Linked DNA regions of Sus scrofa: all the other regions are linked to region 3. A link is a contact called in public HiChIP or PLAC-seq data. All regions are on one chromosome and are shown on one strand. The core of a region is the stretch at or near the end of the contact, and the rest is flanking DNA. Distances in the headings are between cores, read along the strand shown. Region 1 has its middle 90 kb from the start of ACSL4. Region 2 overlaps LOC110257796 (a long non-coding RNA gene). Region 3 holds the start of ACSL4 (acyl-CoA synthetase long-chain family member 4).

Region 1 (3,690 bases), core at 121-2,620, 91 kb before region 3:
AGCACCATGACTTTCTCTGAGCAGCAATCTAGTGGTTCAGGGCATGGACTCCAGCACCAGGCCCCTAGGCTCACATTCTGGCTCCGTGCTTAGCAGCCTGGAGACTTTGGGGCAATTGCTTGGCCTGAAAGCCCTTGGTTTTCTCATTTGGGATATAGATTCATTAGAGTACCTACCTCATTGTGTTGTCGGGAGGATCATATTAAATACACTCTATGTACATGTGTGTGTGTCTTCAAACAGTGTTTTGATAATAACTTAAAAATATTATTAGTATTACCAGGGTTAGGGGCTCTTCCAGCCTGCCTTGTCCTATTATAGTCATGAGTTCTTTACATCGCTCTTAGATTTCTACAGGAACCTTTTTTTTTTTTTGGTCTTTTTGCCTTTTTCTAGGGCTGCTCCTGCGGCATATGGAGGTTCCCAGGCTAGGGGTCGAATCGGAGCTGTAGCCACTGGCCTACGCCAGAGCCACAGCAACGCGGGATCCGAGCCACATCTGCGACCTACACCACAGCTCAGGGCAATGCCGGATCCTTAACCCACTGGGCAAGGCGAGGGATAGAACCCACAACCTCATGGTTCCTAGTTGGATTCGTTAACCACTGAGCCACAATGGGAACTCCAGGAACCGTTTTTTTTAATGCTGTAACTTCAGTTTATTTAAAAAAATAAGGAGTCACACCAGCGACAGTGGAACAAATAAAAATCATTATAAAAAATATGGAGTCAAAATTATCACTCATAAAATACCAGTTAAGGCTGCTCAACAGGGAACTGCTTGTTTGTTTGTTTGTGGATGCAGCATGCCGCGCAGCAGCAGCAGCTTGATGTGGAATCTCAGTTCCCAGACCAAGGATTGACTCTGGGGCCGTAGAGGTGAAAGTGCTGAATCCTAACCACTAGACCACCAGGGAACGCCCCCAACCCTATCTTTAACTTCGAAGGCTTCAACTCCACCCACTTAGGTCTGTGAGAAAGTTCATAGGAGAGCTCTTTGCCTAAATCCCTTTGACCAATGGTTCTGGGAGTCCCCTTGGGACTGCAGCAGAAAAGAATCTCCCTAATCTACGAGGGAATAAACAGAACAAGAGAGCAAGGGAAGTGAAACTGAGTAGCAAGGGGAAGGCTGCCTAACACATCAAAGGGCTCATCATGCCAATAGGAAGTAGAGGACCAGAATGCCCCTTCGGTTTGTGGTCTACTCATTTTGTTCCATTCCCCATTTCTTCCGTCTCTCTCCACCCCCGCTTCTGTTTCCCCACCCTTTGTTAAGAAACAGCCTGTTGGGGCCACTGACCTTGTGGCAGCTCTTGCTGCTGGGTGGTGACTCATGCTGAGAAGCAGGAATCACTTGCCTGGTGGGGGAGGGAAGGGGTGTTGTGTCAGTGTGTGGGCATGCAGGGCAATTGCCTGGGTGGTAGGCAGACTCAGCTAGACCAGTAAATAAATAAACTCTTGGGAGAAAAGCCCTGGAGGCCCAGAGGCATGACATTCCTTTGGTGTAAGCAGGGAGCTGGCAGAGGGTCGAAAACCTCTGCCCTAATCCCAAGCGTCAAGTTTTGAGCTGGGGGGAAGGTCACAGAGGACTTCACAGCCAGGAAGTTTTCCGGATCTTGGTGACTACAAATCTAAATCTAGAGGATGTGTATGCAAAAGAGCAAAGGAGTGAATGAAATCCTGCTGGCGTCCAGTCCCAGCCCTTCCTCCAATCTTCCGGGGACTCAAGGCTTTTCTGATGCTCAGTGTTCTTCCAAGTGTCTGGGAGTTCCTGTTGTGGCTCAGCGGTCATGAACCCAACTAGTATCCATGAGGACATGGGTTCGGTCCCTGGCCTCGTTCAGTGGGTTAAGGATCTAGCATTGCCGTGAGCTTTGGTGTAGGTTGCAAGTGCAGCTCGGATCCCGCGTTGCTGTGGCTGTGGCATAGGCTGGCAGCTGCAGCTGCAATGTGACCCCTAGCCTAGGAACCTCCATAGGCCATGGGTGCGACCCTAAAAAAAAAAAGAAAGAAAAAGGCGACTCTCTGTCTAGCTCTCCCTCCCAGATGGACTGTGCCCCAGCTCAAGCATTACCATGCATCCCCAAGATCCATCACAATGGAAACCATGAGTTTGCACCCACGCCTTGGCAGAATCTTAGTTTCTCCTGGGCTGCCTTCTCTGTGGCTTCCAGGCACTTTCAGTGTCAAGTGATGAGGAGATGTGAGCAAGAAGAAACCCTTTTTCCTCTCTTTCTCTCTGTGCATGGACACCCCCTGCCCCATTGTCCATTCACCAGGCTCCTCCAAAAGTACCACTGTCCCCTTTCCCTGGGCTCCACTCATGACTTCACATTTTGGGACAACTTAAATGTAGCTATTGTCCCCAAAGAAGGTCAGGGATATGTGTTTGGACCTATATTACTTTTTCCCTCCACCAAAAAAACCCTCTTGATTTATAGCTTATTTTCCTAGGCCCCTTCTGGGTAACTGAAATAGATCAAATAACCAAATCCAAATTTGAGTGTTGATGCCAGATGGATAATGGCTCACTCTGCTACTTTTATCCGGCAACACATACATTGTAATGGGCTCTTTTAATACATTAGCCCAAAGGTTGGCATACTTTTTCTGTAATGAGCCAAAGAGTAAATATTTTGGGCTTTGAGGGCTATACCTAGTCTTCGCTGCAACTTTTCAATTCTGCTATTGTCATGTGACACTAGCAGTAGATAATTTGTAAACAAATTGGTGAGGCTGTGTTCCAATGAATAAATAAATTGAATTTCATGGAAGTTCCAGATGTCCTGAAATATTATTCTCCTTTTGAATTTTTTAATCAAGTAAAAATATAAAAACTCTTCTCAGTTTGGACACACAAAAACAGGTGGCAGGCCAGATTTGGCCAGTGGGCTCTATGTAGCTTTCCAACCATTGCCATAGCCCAAAGAATTGATTCAAATGGGGATTTCACATGCTGTTATAAACTGAATGGGATGGAGAGAGAGAGGTTTTTAGAATGGGGTTGGAGGCCACCTCACCATCCTCTTTAAATCACACAAGCTAAGTATAAATGCTTGCTATTTCATTCAATACATGTTATTGAGTAACTACAATGGGCCAAGCACTGTGATAGGTACTATGTAATATATTGATAGAAAAAAACAGATATTGTAGACTTCCCACCATGGCACAGTGGGTCAAGAATCCAACTGCAGCAACTTGGGTCACTGCAGAGGTGCAGGTTCAATCCCTGGCCCAGCGCAGTGGGTTAAAGGATCCAACATTGCCACAGTTGCGGCTCGGGTTGCAGCTGTGGCTCGGATTCATTCCCTGTCCTGGGAACTTCTATATTCCATGGGTGCAGCCATAAAAAACCAAAACCAAAACCAAAACCAAAAAATGGATTCTGTCTATGCCCTTATAGAGTTAAAATACAATGGAGGAAATAGGCAATAAGTAAATAAGCAACAAATACATAATTTCAAATCGTGATAGGTGTGTGAAGGAAACATAGGAGAACAGTTGCAGAGAATGAAGACGGAGCATGCTTAGAAATTGTGGACAGAGAAGGAGGACTTGTATGTGGAGGTATTTTTTTTAATTAAAGTATGGTTGATTTACAATGTGCCAATTTCTGCTATACAATATAGTGACTCAGTCATACATATGCACATACATTCTTTTTCTCATATTATCTTCCATCATATT
Region 2 (3,606 bases), core at 1,038-3,537, 110 kb before region 3:
CGGTTCGATCCCTGGCCTTGCTCAGTGGGTTAAGGATCTGGCGTTGCCGTGAGCTGTGGTGTAGGTTGCAGACGCGGCTCGGATCCTGTGTTACTGTGGCTCTGGTGTAGGCTGGTGGCTACAGCTTCGATTAGACCCCTAGCCTGGGAACCTCCATATGCCGCGGGAATGGCCTTAGAAAAGGCAAAAAGACAAAAATAAAAATAAATAAAAAATAAAATATAAAAATAATTTGCTGAATAATTAATACAATTTGGCTCTTCTCAGAAGTCCTTAAGTACAGGCTATAAAATATTCTTTCCTGCATCGGTCATTCATGAGCTGTGGGGGCCAATGTGCCATCTGAGTTTCACAGCCCTTGTGTGGATCCCATGGATGCAGCCTGGCACTTTCTGAAGTTGCAACTGCTGACACTTTTGTCACTTCTTTCTAAGGTCATCTTGTATTTTTATCTCTGTCTACAGAGAGAATCCCCATCTAAAGCACGTTCACAGACAAGAGTTTTACAGACAAACGCACCTAAATTATGTGGCACCCTGATTTGAGTCGCCGTTTAAAAAACAAACCCACCACCAGGACAGTTTAAAGACTTATCTCCCACCTCAAATTTAGGGTTAACAAAAATCTGAGAAATGTGGAGGCATTTCATGCATTTTGCCGCTAGTAGGCGCTAGAGGAACAGTGACCAACCACGGATGAATTTATTTATTTATTTAATTTTTTTTATTACAGTTGATTTACAATGCTCTGTCAATTTCTGCTGTAAAGTGACCCAGTTATACATGTATATATATACATTTTTTTCTCACATTATCCTCCATCATGTTCTATCACAAGTGATTAGACATAGTTCCCTCGCTGTACATGCAGCAGGATCTCATGGCTTATCCACTCATAGATGAATTTTTGAAAGCCATTTTCCTTTGACCCGGTTGGAGAAATGAAAAGTATGTTTGATAAGTTTGGGGATTCCTTTAGATTTGGTGTATTTCCAGTTTGGATGATAAAGTGGAAACTGTAGGCTTAAGTAACTTTTCGATTTCCAGATCTCATCTGGAAAGGAGCAGGTTCTCTTCCCGAGAAGGCATGATGAATAGATGAGTGCTTAGCGTTTTCCAAAGTGCTTACTATGCCCCAAGTGCCGTGTGAGGTGATTTAGCTCTTGTGAGAATCTTAGAGAATGGATGTTGTCATTCCCACTTGCTAGTTGAGAAATTAAGGCATATGGAGGTTAAGCAGCTTGCTTAATGTGACAGTGAAATGATAAAATTGAGGCAAACCCAGGTTCATCTGACCCAGAGTCAGGGCTTTTATCAGACACCACACGACCTAGGCTCTCTCTTTTATTCTACCAACTTTCTACTAGGTTGTGGTACGAGAAAGGTTATCCTGGAATTCCTATTGTGGCTCAGTGGTAATGAACCCAAACCCGACTGGTATCCATGAGGATCCGGGTTTGATCCCTAGCCTTGCTCAGTGGGTTAAGGATCAGACTTTGCCATGAGCTGTGGTGTCAGATCTGGCCTTGTGGCTGTGATATAGGCTGGCAGCTGCTGCTCCAATTCAACCCCTAGCCTGAGAACTTCCATGTGCTGCAGGTGCGGCCCTAAAAAGAAAAAAAGTTATCCTGACTATGGTGTGACGAGACCTTTAATCAAAATCAGACTGTCTCAAAACATGGTTCTAGTGTGCAATTAAATGGGAGGAAGAAAAAACCCAAACAACAAAGAAAACAGAGTTAGACGCTTTCAAGCTGGGGGGAGTCTGGGAGAATAAAACTTCCCCAGCTACACTTCCAGATGTGAAGACCCTACGATATTCTTAAGCTGTTCATTCAGCTTCCATTCTCTTTGCCTGAGAGTCCAGAGACCTGATGGCTCCAGTAGCAGGGAGAGTCATTGTCTTCAGGGCTAGAGGCACCAGTACCTTTGCGATGCTGGAGAAAAGTCCATCCAGCCTGAGATTTTTTTTTTCCTTTAAAGAAACCAGGTCTCGTGGGCTCTACAAAAGAAAGCCACGGCATTTATTGTGCTGTTCCTCACCTCACATCTGGGGCTAGATGTCAGAGGTGCCCAAACGTAGATCTCTTTCTTGGCTCCCAGCAGTGGAGGAGATGGAATAGCGGAAGTAAAAGCTCTCCATTTTGCGTGTGAGTAGAAGATAGGAAGTAGCCTTAAAGTTCCAAAGTGTCTGAGACACCAAGAATCACATGACTTTGAACACACTATACGGCTGATTGACCTTCCTGATTACAGCTCTCTGTAGCTGGTGTTATAACAACTTGGCACTTTAAACAGTTTTCGTGCCTATTATGTAACAAGGACTTTCAATAACACGTACACTCCAAGGGCTACGCTGCGAGCTTTACTTGCATTCTGTTCTTTAAACCCCACAGAAACCCTTCTCAGCAGTTACTAGTATTGTCCAAGCAATCCGTGCACATAGTTGAATGGATAGTACCAGGAGTCCTGGTATTGAAAAGAAAAAACAAACCCAGAAATCTCCACACTTCCCATTTCCTGTGTCCTTCTTTTAAGAGGGAACCACTCTCACTTCTCTTGGTTGGTTTGGGGGTTTGCTTTGGTATTTCAGTTCCTGACTTACAGTTGATACTGCTCTCTCTTGATGTTTTAATTTTAAGCATTTTCTATTTCCCTTTCTATATGAATTATCATGATTTTGTTCCCTTTCAACCCTCCCCCCTGCAACATACACATATACAAATGTCCTGTTTGGCTTGGAGTTGATAATAGTTTCCTTTTAGTTCACTCAGTTTTTTTTTTTTTTTTCTGGTCTTTTTAGGGCCACACCTGTGGCATAGGGGATTTTTCCCAGGCTAGGGGTTGAATCAGAGCTACAGCTACTGATCTACGCCACAGCCACAGCAGCACCAGATCCGAGCCACATCTGCGACCTACACCACAGCTCATGGCAACTCCGGGTCCTTGACCCACTGAGTGAGGCCAGGGATCGAACCCACATTCTCATGGATACTAGTCAGGCTCATTACTGCTGGGCCACAGTGGGAACTCCTCACTCACTTAGTTTTTATATGGTTATCATTACTAATCCAACCCCAGACTTCCCCAAATGATCTAATACTCTTCTCAATAAAGTCAACACATCAGATAATCTGATTTTTTTTTTTTTATGGAGACATCCTCTCAGAACCTTCCATCTACCTGTCTCTAGCCTACAGCATGGCTGTCTTCCCTTTACCTTCATCCTGGGACTTTTTGTCATCAGTCTCTTGTGTTGGACCCTTTGTTTCCTGGATCCCATGTCATCTTCTGGCCACTCCCTTGTCATGGTGATGCACACACTCCAATGGCTTCCTGCAAAGTGTTCATGGGAGGTAATTTTTTGAAGAGGTTATCCTTCAAATTCTGAAATTTTATGACCATGTGCCTCAGCATGTGTCTTATAGTCATTGTACTGGATACTTAGCCCTTAGGTAACTCATTTCCTTCTGCTGGGGGATATACTTCCATTATTCTGTTCGATTATTTCGGCTCCATTTTTCCCCTCTTCTCTCTCTGGGAGCTCACAATGGATAATGGTTCTTTAATTCTTATATCCTGTCTTTATTTCCTAACCTCATAGCCA
Region 3 (3,562 bases), core at 261-2,760:
TACTCCGTGAATTACAGAGCTGACAAATGATTACTTATTTCTGGTACTACCACACGATCTCATAAAATAAACATGACAATTAAACTTGTTTGAAGTCCTGAACTTTCTAGGTCACTCTCGATAAAGGAAGTTATATGTCTGCCACAGCAATGTTCATAGGCATATTATATATAAATGGGTGGGCCTGTTGGAAATGGGATGAGTAATCCCACTCAAAGAAGTAACATATAAAGGCTGTAGATTTATGCTCTCCAGTTGTGGGCCTCCAACCACCTATAGTGTCACCTGAGATGCTTAGTGAAGATTCAGACTTCACAGCCCCACTCAGATCCAGGTATCAAAGAATAAGTCTAGCCTGTAATCTGAGGTGGTCTATCCACCCCCCACACATGCAAACACACGTATGTTGTTACCTCCAGTAATTCTATGGGAAAATGGAAAATAGCAAATGAAATGACATGTCCATTCCCAGCAAGAAGAGGAAGCTAGTCCTCCATTATGTATCAAGGAACTGGAAGAATACTGGCGTTTTCTTTCTTGCGGTGATACATTCTTGGCAGTTGGTCGTGGCTCCTTTGCAATTATGGTCTGCCCCTTTTGAAGTCCCAAGACAGTTCGCCAGCATTTTATTTTTAACAACAATTTCTTGAAGGTCTTGGGAACTGTATTTGCAGGACTGGCTCAGAAGCAACGATCAGGGCCAGTAAGATGCCACAGTGCTGCGGTGACTTGTCCTTATCAGTTGTGAGCTCTTTGGCCATTACACCACCGTGGAAATGCAAGGCATAAAGTGAAAAGCCTGCATTCTTGTGATATTTCATAAACGGGGGTGACGGCAGGGGTCTCAACGCAGTGAGAGGCGAGATAAAGCGAAGACAGGCGTGAGCGCGGGCTCGGAGGAGCAGGGTGTCTTAGGCAAAGAAGGTTAAGATCTCTCGCCGAAGGGAGAACAGTCAAGTCCGAAGATGCTTATCTTGAGAGGGCAGGCTGGAAGATGACCCGAGGGCAACTTTCATTACAGGGTGGAGCCCTAAGAAGCGAGCGCAGGTGCGGGCGTGGGCCCGTTCCGCACCTCGCTGAAATCAGATAGGCGCCCGAACCTCCCGAAAACACGCTCCATCACGTTGCCTCGGGACAGGAGCTGGACCCCGCGGCAGAGCCGTTAGCCGGCTCGGCTCCCCCGCCGCACCCCCCTCCATCGCCCCCCTCCATCTCCCCCCGGCAGCCGCTAGCGACCAGCTCGGGGCTCCTCCTTTTCGGCTGACGTCGGGGCGAGCGGAGGCGGGAGCGTGGGTGGGCCGAGCGGGCCGTCGCCCGCGATTCGGCCGGCTGTGCCACACCACCGCGCGCCCCCGCTCCGCCCGCCCCTCCGGGCGCGTCTTTTCCGGGCCCGCGCCTCGCCGCGCCTCGCCCCGCCTCCGCCGGCCCTCCGGGTGCGCGCGCGCCGCTGCGGCTTTTTCTCCGGCCTCCGCGGCGCGCCCCTCCTCGAACCAGCGCTAGCGGGCACGCGGCTCCTTTCCGCCAGCTTCCCGAGTGCCCAGCGCCTGCCGGCTGCGAAGACGCCGTGGGCAGCGCCTCTGGTGAGTAACTGCAGCCCGCGAGGCTCCGGCCCCGGCACCTCTGTCCTCTGGCTGTGGCGGGGCCCCCGCTCTGGCCGTGCCACCGTCCCACACCTGAGCCCAGAAGAGGTTGAGGGGACGTTCCTGTTCCCGGAATCCGCTGGCTTGCTTCTTGAGCCCGCCCCCCTCGTCCGGGAAGATCCCTAAGTCCCGGTATCATCTCCTTTGCTGAGGTCTGGGGTCCTCGAGACCCTGGCTTGCCTCTACCTGCCGATCGCTGCCCTTCGAGGGGCAAAAGCATCTTCCTGATCGGGGTGCTAGGCTTTGCCGTGACCCTTTCCGAAGGAGCACATCAGCGACTCGCCAGACCTCCAAACGACCTTTAGGGCGCCCCTGGACCTCAGCTCCATTTTGTCCCCTTCCAGTCGCTGTCTGTCTGGGAGCTAGGGGGTCTCTCTGGCCCTGGAAGCATCCGCCCTTTGAATTTGAGGGATGCCCTAGGTTCCGATATCCTCTCAGCTTCCGGATCTTTAGGTGTGTTAGAAAACGGCTGGTTTCTAGCAGAAGCGGGCTCTTATTTTTTCCTGTTCTACCTATCTACATCCCTGTCCTCCGTGGGTGCTGTATATTTAACATTAGCTTTATTCACTTCCTCTTCCTCTCATTCGAGGGCCCTACAGAAAGAACTGTGGGTGATGTCTATCGCACAGAGGAAAATCGAGGAGAATATGATTCATTGCCTAACCCCCATTAAGGGGTTACATATTTTAAATAAGACGTCATTTCTCCTCTTGACTCCAGCATCTCCTCCTTCAAAAGGCATTTTTTTTTCACCCTCTTGAAATGACTTTGCCCTAAATCGCTCTTCACCTTAAAAAAAAAAAAAATCAATCATCGCTCTGAGAAACAACGGGGAGATGGAGAATAAGGACGAAATGGCATTTAAATGAATCTCTTTGAAAAAGCAAGCCATCTGCTTCATTGGTTAATGGTTTAATCAGCGCCTCAGTTTCCTCATTTACAAAAATGAGGATGTTGGAATGAGGGTTCCTTCTTGGGTTCTGATTTTAGGACCTCTAAATTCGCTCTTAGTAACATGTTGCTGCATAACAGAGATTGAACCTGATGAAATCCTCGTGTCTTGGTAGTTGCTTGTCACTTTAGTTTTTCTTTTGTATTGCCTCTGACTAATAGTTTTAACTGTTATTGGTACAGAAGGCTGTAAGGGGAGATTCAATGTCTGTACTGTCAATGAGCATATCAAAGATTTTAATAGTCTAAGGCCTCTTCCTTGAATTGTAAAATAGCGATGAAACCCGCTAAAAGGTGAGACCTGTAAGACTCCTCTAAGAATTAACACTCTCTCTGCCATTCAGGTGGAGGATGAAACATTAAACTGTTGGTCTACTGGCAACATAGAATGAAGTACCTTATTGTTCTGGTAGGAGAAGTGATTTGACCCTTACAAATCCACGGAAGGTTTACGCAACAATGGAAATCTTGATTACATTGGTTCCCCCCCCCCAAAAAAAAAAACCCCTACTTTAAAAAGAAGTGATTCAGATTAAGATTTTTGTTGAAGTGTTTTTTGGGGGGTTGGGGTGGGATGGGTGGAGAAAGGAGAGGCTTGCCCAGTTGAGTGGAGAAGAGAAATGAATTGGGACCCTGGAGGGGCTCTGGTTCCAGTTCCAGCACTAATTCATTATATCACCTTGGACAAGTCACTTTTCCTCTCTTCAATTTAGCTTCTGTAAAAGAGTCTTGATGTTGGTAGAACGACCCATAAAAGTCCACCAATTTGAAATATATATAAAATGCAATTTGCATTTTAAGACTGTGCCATAAATCCTTAGTTGAAGTTAAGGCAAATCCTTAGTTGTTTAGGACGTTTTTCTCTAGCATAGATCTGCATGTACTAGTTCCAGTCTACATATGCAGAATTCTTAACTCATCCTTATCAAGTGAATTACTGTAGGTGGAAATCTAGAAATTGGGGAGCATTT

Evidence for each region. HiChIP or PLAC-seq counts read pairs in DNA pulled down with a chosen protein or histone mark.
Region 1: an H3K27ac HiChIP or PLAC-seq map of alveolar macrophages shows a contact between it and region 3. The contact joins the enhancer-like site here to the promoter of ACSL4 in region 3. A contact is called at or near these places in 2 of 5 promoter capture datasets (fetal liver and liver), 6 of 47 Hi-C or Micro-C datasets (embryonic fibroblasts, liver, retroperitoneal adipose tissue and 1 more) and 2 of 2 datasets of contacts at active chromatin or transcription factors (alveolar macrophages and skeletal muscle).
Region 2: a contact with region 3 is called in an H3K27ac HiChIP or PLAC-seq map of alveolar macrophages. The contact joins the enhancer-like site here to the promoter of ACSL4 in region 3. A contact is called at or near these places in 2 of 5 promoter capture datasets (fetal liver and liver), 22 of 47 Hi-C or Micro-C datasets (alveolar macrophages, blood, embryonic fibroblasts and 11 more) and 2 of 2 datasets of contacts at active chromatin or transcription factors (alveolar macrophages and skeletal muscle).

What each region holds. Positions count from the first base shown.
Region 1 is chrX:89,926,176-89,929,865 of Sscrofa11.1, reverse strand. No RefSeq gene overlaps it. Among named protein-coding and RNA genes, the nearest start is that of ACSL4, 90 kb to the right of the region's middle. Within about 2 kb of position 1,370, at least 26 of the 83 cell types and tissues checked have an H3K27ac peak or open chromatin away from gene starts, as enhancers often do. A contact at or near this core is called in alveolar macrophages, embryonic fibroblasts, fetal liver and 3 more, where this site is marked.
Region 2 is chrX:89,948,217-89,951,822 of Sscrofa11.1, reverse strand. All of the region lies in intron 3 of LOC110257796 (a long non-coding RNA gene), which reads left to right. Among named protein-coding and RNA genes, the nearest start is that of ACSL4, 110 kb to the right of the region's middle. Within about 2 kb of position 2,287, at least 5 of the 83 cell types and tissues checked have an H3K27ac peak or open chromatin away from gene starts, as enhancers often do. A contact at or near this core is called in alveolar macrophages, fetal liver, retroperitoneal adipose tissue and 1 more, where this site is marked.
Region 3 is chrX:89,835,556-89,839,117 of Sscrofa11.1, reverse strand. It overlaps ACSL4 (acyl-CoA synthetase long-chain family member 4), which reads left to right and starts at 1,510. Exons shown (of 16, transcript NM_001038694.1): 1 at 1,510-1,580.